Linked DNA regions of Callithrix jacchus: region 2 is linked to region 1. A link is a contact called in public Hi-C data. All regions are on one chromosome and are shown on one strand. The core of a region is the stretch at or near the end of the contact, and the rest is flanking DNA. Distances in the headings are between cores, read along the strand shown.

Region 1 (3,100 bases), core at 393-2,892:
AAGCATCATGTGTCCTGTTCACGTTTGAATGAGAGAGAAAATAAGGCAAGTAAATTATCCTAATGGTTACTTTCCAGCTAGTCTCTGAAGAAGTGGGAAATCTGGTTTTAAATAAGGCGTTTTAAAATGGATTTATCTTGGCTTTTCTCTGCACTGATCTAGCTGGAGGAAACTTCCATATGGTTAATACTTCTTAACAGATAGCTTACTTTTGATGGTGAGAGAAGAAACTTTTCTAAATAGGAGAAAAACTGATGTAGAAACAGGTGATTTTAGCCTCCATTAAATGAGTGTTACTTTCGCTGGTGCTCTGACCAGGGCAGAAGATCTGTCTGAGCCTCCTCAGCACGCCGTCTTCAAAGGGCTTGGGGACACGGAGGCAGGGAAACATGGCCCTGTAATTCACTGTTATATGATTTTTGAGTTGCTTTATGAGGAGAGACGCCATCCAAAGTACTTATATCTCTACAGACAAATCAGAAACTGCACATAAAGGGATCACCTCGATAGTCACAATATGCCTTTACTTTGGGAGAATAATCAGTCAAGATCCAAGAAATTGGCAGTCTCCTTCTGGGACTAGTGGGACCTAAAAGAAAGTCTTAATTGGACTTTGCTTTAGTTACCCTGATGCGTTAATCTTGTGTGAAGCTAGTTATCTCCCTTTTTTTTTTTTTAATTTTCACAATCATCTTTTATTATTTCCTTTTAAAAATCCTTCTTAGAAAAATGTATCTTCTTATACTCATATATGAAACCTTTCCTTAAGTTTCCTTTCATATGGTATTAGCACACTTTGAAGCAATTTCTTCTAGAGTAAGAAATTTCTTATTGTTAATGTAATATGTCTCCCTTAAAGAGAACTAGCTAGGAGAACAGTGCTCCATGTGGGCAGCTGGACTGAGCAAGGGGAGTAAACTCTGCGCTGCCCAGGGTTCGGGAGGTGCTATGGCCTAGCCTGCTGCCCATGGCCTGCACTGTTCAAGGTGTGACCTGAGAGTCACCACCAGCGGTTCCCAGCATTGTTCCTGCTACTCTGGTTGCTCTCCAAGGAGAGGAATTCCTACACTATGACTTTCCCAGGGTCCAGTCACTTGCCAGCACCTGACCCATCAGGAAATCGCCTCTCCCGTCTTCCTTCCCCCATTCCTTCCTGAGCATTCCCCAGTCCAGGGTGTGGGCAACCCTCAAAAGATCTGCTGGGATTGATTGACAAGAAAACAAAACTTTTCTCTAGATAAGAAAGATTGCAGTGCTATAGGAAATCTATTTGCTTCTGGGTGGCGCTTGTCTGCCCTCTCTCTCATTCTAACACTTTTAACTGCTGACTGTGTAGTTTCTTATCATTTCTTCAGGATGTGTGGGGCAGTCAATCTTCAATCAATGAGCTTTGTTTGGGTAACTCATTTTATGGCCAATTCACAAGGAAGCAAAACACTTTGTCCTATAGAGTTAGTGGTGTCCTTTCTCAGGGTTATTAGACATTTTCTTTAGCACTAAGAAAGAACAGAGGCAAATTTTCATTTCTGAGCTGTTTCCTTTAGCTGAGAGGCGCTCTAAAAGCTGCTGGTACTACAGAGATGTGAGTTCAGCAAAGGATGGTACTCGTCATCTATTCTGGAGAATCCTGTAATGAGGATAATATGTTAGGTGGGTGGCAGTGTGTTGTGCAATGTGCTTAGCTAGGTTGAGAATCGTGTCCCTGACTTCTTGTCAATGTGGGGCTGACAGAAAGCTTTCTGGGGACTCTGTGGTTTGATCTTGGTTACCAGTTGTGTGACTGTAAGTAAGGCTCTCTTATGCCTCATTTCTCTTATCTGTAAAATAAAAGGGTTGGACATCATTTTCTCTAAGGTCCATTTTGAAGCCAGCACCCACTCTGAGAAATTAAGGATGCTCAGTCCAGGGCAGCTGCACTGTAGCAAGTGTATTGGCCTCTTAAGGCTGCCATAACAGTGTACCCAAACCTGAATGGCTTACAGGTAATTCATTTTCTTACAGTTCTAGAGGCTGGAAGTCTGAAATCAAGGTGCAAGCAGGGTGCAGGTGTCTCCAGTAGCTCTAGGGAGAATCCTTCGTGGCTTCTGCCTCTTGGTGTTTGCTGGCGATTCTGGCATCCCTTGGCCAGCAGATGCATCCCTCCAGTCCTATCTTCTTCTCCCTGTGTGACTTCACATGGTCTTCCCTCTGTGCATGTCTGTCTCTGTGTCAAAATTTCTACTTTTTATAAAAACGCAGTCACATTGGATATAAAAACACAGTTACATTGGATAGGACCCACCATAGTGACCTCACTTTAACATGATTAATTCTGTAAAAACTATTTCCAAATAAGGTCACATCTTGAGGTACTGGGGAGTGAGACTTCAGTATATCTTTTTGCGGGGATTTAGTTTAAACCATAACAGTAAGCACATAGCAAATCCCTCTGTGCTGGATGTGACCTCTTTGACCTCTAGGTACGTTGTCCATGTTATTCTGTGCCCTGGCCTCTAGACATTATGCCAAGAGATCCCCTTGTCCTCCAGTTTTCAGCTGGGTTTAGCAATGACAGGCAATATGGTGGAAGAGGAGAGCTGGGTGGGGTGAGTGGTGGTATTTAGTCCCCTGCGGGGTTCTCTCTCTTTAATAGGAGGCCCTGCTACAGGCGGGCTCTGTCCTTTAAAGAGACCTTATCCACACAGATTTTTTAGCCTCTGAGACCTGTAAGAGCTGCTTCAAACCTTTAGGCTAAAGGTCAACAATTATCTCCCTCCTCTGGCTTCACTTTGGTTTCCCTACAGTTGACCTATACTCGAAAAAATGCTCTTTTTATTAAACTCTCTTCATATAACCCATTTTGAGTGGACCATCTATTTTCTACAAGGATTCTGACTCTACATTCTCAATGACTGAATTGTTTTTCTAGAAATTCAAGGTGTTTGGCCCAGAGACGTCTTGGCAGGTGTAAGTTGCCTTGCAATTTGGAGGACCCAAAGTCCGAAAAACATTCAAAAGTCCAGGTATTTCATAAAGCCAAACTAGAGAGGCAGGTACATCAGGCTTGGTGATGTACCTAGCCTATATCTGGATGATGTAGGTAGGGACACATGGAGGTTTA
Region 2 (3,333 bases), core at 392-2,891, 510 kb before region 1:
CCATCATTCTCGGCAAACTGACACAAGAACAGAAAATGAAATAACGCATGTTCTCACTCATAGGCAGGTGTTGAACAATGAGAACACATGGACACAGGGAGGGGAGCACTACACTCTGGGGTCTGTTGGGGGGAATAGGGGAGGGACAGCGGGGGGTGGGGAGTTGGGGAGAGATAGCATGGGGAGAAATGCCAGATACAGGTGAAGGGGAGGAAGGCAGCAAATCACACTGCCATGTGTGTACCTATGCAACTATCTTGCATGTTCTTCACATGTACCCCCAAACCTAAAATGCAACTAAAAACAATACAGTATATTCTGTATTATTACCTTTAAAAGAGGCTATGACAATTTACATTTTATAATCTGAAGGGTATTTTAAAAATTATTGTCTAATTTAAAGCAGGCATGTCTTACTTTTGTAATAAGTATAAAAAACGAAGAAATCCATAAAAGTGCTTTGAATTCCCTTTGTTCTTCAAATGTGTGGAAGAAATACGTGCATTTTCACCTGTCCTGGCTTTCTCCAGGGAGCCCTCTCAGCTGAGCATGAGGTGGAGAAGGTAGCTTTGGCAGCAAAAATTAATGAGAGTCTTCAGAGAGCTTGTTTCTGTCCTCCGGAACTTACCTTATAAGCAAGAAAAAGTCACAAATTTACTACATATTAAGTATGCGTAGTCTCAAAATTTGAAATCCAAAAAGATCCCAAATATGAAAGTTTTCGCATGCTGACCAGCATACAATAAATGTTCCGTGGGGCATCTCAGATTTTCCCACTGGGGATGCTCAGCTAGTGTAAAGCAAGAATTCCGAAACCTGAAAAGTTTTGAAATCCCAAGCTCTTCTGATCCCAAGCAGTCCCAATAATTTCGAATAAAGAATGCTCAACCTGTATTTGGTGTTTTATTTATAGTTCCAGCAAGAGAGAAAGGCATCTCTGAGTTTCAGAAAAGATATTGGTTGAACTTATGAAAATATTGGCTGAGGAAAGAAAAGGCCTTTGGAATTTACAGAAACATAAAGTGGAAATGGCTCTTCCTCTGACTTAGGCAGTAAATGTAGAACACACCCGGAGAGGTTAGCGCGATCTTTCATAGAAATGAAACTCCCCAACAAATGCTTGCCAGCTTAGGTGAGGTTCTAAGTAAGCTAAGGCGCCAGCAGTGAACTTTGATATTCTTTTACAAGTGCATCACTCACCAGCAGAGGGGGCCAAAGAGCTTTCCACGGTTTGAAAATTCCCTGGCTTCAAAGAAAGCCCCAGTATCATCATTGCCTAACGGTGCAGCATATATAAAAATATTTGAATTTGGTGTCCAAGAAGAAATACCATAGTGTTCATTTTCTTAAATAAGTTATTTTAATTTACATATAGAATGACATATGCACACTGTTAAAATGCAAATAAAAAGAATCAATACAAGAAGGCTTTTTGTACATAAAAACACAAAATGTTATAGAAGACAGTGCTGGGGCTAAGACTCAGGATCCTGTATTTCAGACACTGCTCCCTCAGTACCAGTTTGGAAACCTCCGGGGTAGCCAATGGCTTCCCTCAGATAAGGAGTTGCCTTCTCCTTAAAAAGACCCTGCTGGAGGGACAGAAAGGGCGACTTTTGTTGTTCTGGCTTTGTCCTAGGGTCCTTCGGATTCCTTCCCACCTTAGTGATAACGGCAGTGGAGTGGGTAGTGGCTGGAGAGGTAAAAATAGCATGTTGCTGTCCTAAACAACTGTCATGTAGGGACTCTATGTTGATAAGAACACCCATAGCCTTTAATTTAACATAATTTGTGATTTAATTTGGCTTTGGTTATTGCAGTGACAGTCAAGAGATGATTTTTTTTTTTGGAGAGGCTGAGAGGGAAAGGAAAGAGAGACTCCAATCAGGGTGTGTTAAACTTTTTACATAAAAGTGAACACTAGGGGGCAGCAAATCACTGTTTAGAGGAGCGTCTGCACAAAATTTAATAAGGCCGAAAGATTGTTTTCCTGAAAACGTGATGTGTTTGTTAAACATCCTCTAAAAAAGGATGTCTGATGTCAGGCTGCTTTTACCTGAAGGGTAGTTTCAATCTTTCGGTTGTCTTTATTTTTCAGTTTCCTCCACACATTTCCGATATCTGCCATCTTCTCATTCACATGCCACACTCAGTGTTTCTTACAGGACTTCTTACAGGGAGCCCTCCTAGTGCCTCCCACAAACACTGCTAACACTGATCCTCCAAAAACATGCACATCGTTGGAGAACAGGCGGCTTGGGCAGCTCACTTCCTGCATCTTGAGAGATGAGGAGCTGGAGGTCTCTTCCCGCTGGGTCTGTGTATCAGTCTGTTTTCACACTGCTGATAAAGACGCACCGGAGACTGGGTAATTTATAAAGAAAAGAGCTTTAATGGACTCACAATTCCATGTGCCTGGGGAGGCCTCACAATCATGGCGGAAGGCTAAAGGCACACAGGAGAAAAAAGAGAACCAAGTGAAAGGGATTTCCCTTTATAAAACCAACACATCTTGTCAGACTTATTCACTACGGTGAGAAGAGTATGGGGGAAACTGCCCCCATGATCCAGTTATCTCCCACTGGGTTCCTCCTACAACATGTGGGAATGACAGGAGCTATGATTCAAGATGAGAATTGGGTGGGGACACTGCCAAACCGTATGAGTCTCTAAGTTAATATAGATTCTACCAAGACCGCCTCCTGCCCCCCAGGTGATAGGAGATCTGTCAGGTGAGCATGTTCACAGGGGCGACCTTGCACTGTCCTGAGGGACGTTCCACATAGGCAAAGGCTAAATTGTGTTTGGCTAGATATTTCATTCTAAATCACCTAAGCCTATTTTCTCTGCTGACTCTGGAAATTAGTGCCCAGGAGACATATATATATATAAAATAAGATCAATTTTAGTTAATTATTCATTTTAAATTTCAACTTTTATTTTAGATTCAGGAGGTGCCTGTGCAGGTTTTTACGTGGGTATATTGCACCCCAGGAGTGAACATAGTATCCAGTAGGTAGTTTTTCAAGCCATGCCCCTCTTCCCTCCCCCTCTAGCAGTCTATTGTTTTCATGTTATGTCCATGTATGTTCAATGTTTAACTCCCACTTCTTTTTTTTTGAGACGGAGTCTCACTCTTGTTACCCAGGCTGGAGTGCAATGGCGCGATCTCGGCTCACTGCAACCTCCGCCTCCTGGGTTCAAGCAATTCTCCTGCCTCAGCCTCCTGAGTAGCTGGGATTACAGGTGCACACCACCATGCCCAGCTAATTTTTGTGTTTTTAGTAGAGACGGGGTTCCACCTTGTTGACCAGGATGGTCTCGATCTCTTGA

Evidence for each region. Hi-C and Micro-C count contacts between places; a contact is called where the count stands out from the background.
Region 2: a contact with region 1 is called in a Hi-C map of induced pluripotent stem cells, with 3 times the contacts expected there. The contact joins two enhancer-like sites. A contact is called at or near these places in 2 of 3 Hi-C or Micro-C datasets (induced pluripotent stem cells and skeletal muscle).

Annotation. Positions count from the first base shown.
Region 1 is chr2:152,096,018-152,099,117 of calJac240_pri, reverse strand. No RefSeq gene overlaps it. Among named protein-coding and RNA genes, the nearest start is that of ACTBL2, 330 kb to the left of the region's middle. Within about 2 kb of position 1,642, at least 3 of the 16 cell types and tissues checked have an H3K27ac peak or open chromatin away from gene starts, as enhancers often do.
Region 2 is chr2:152,601,334-152,604,666 of calJac240_pri, reverse strand. No RefSeq gene overlaps it. Among named protein-coding and RNA genes, the nearest start is that of GPBP1, 120 kb to the left of the region's middle. Within about 2 kb of position 1,641, at least 2 of the 16 cell types and tissues checked have an H3K27ac peak or open chromatin away from gene starts, as enhancers often do.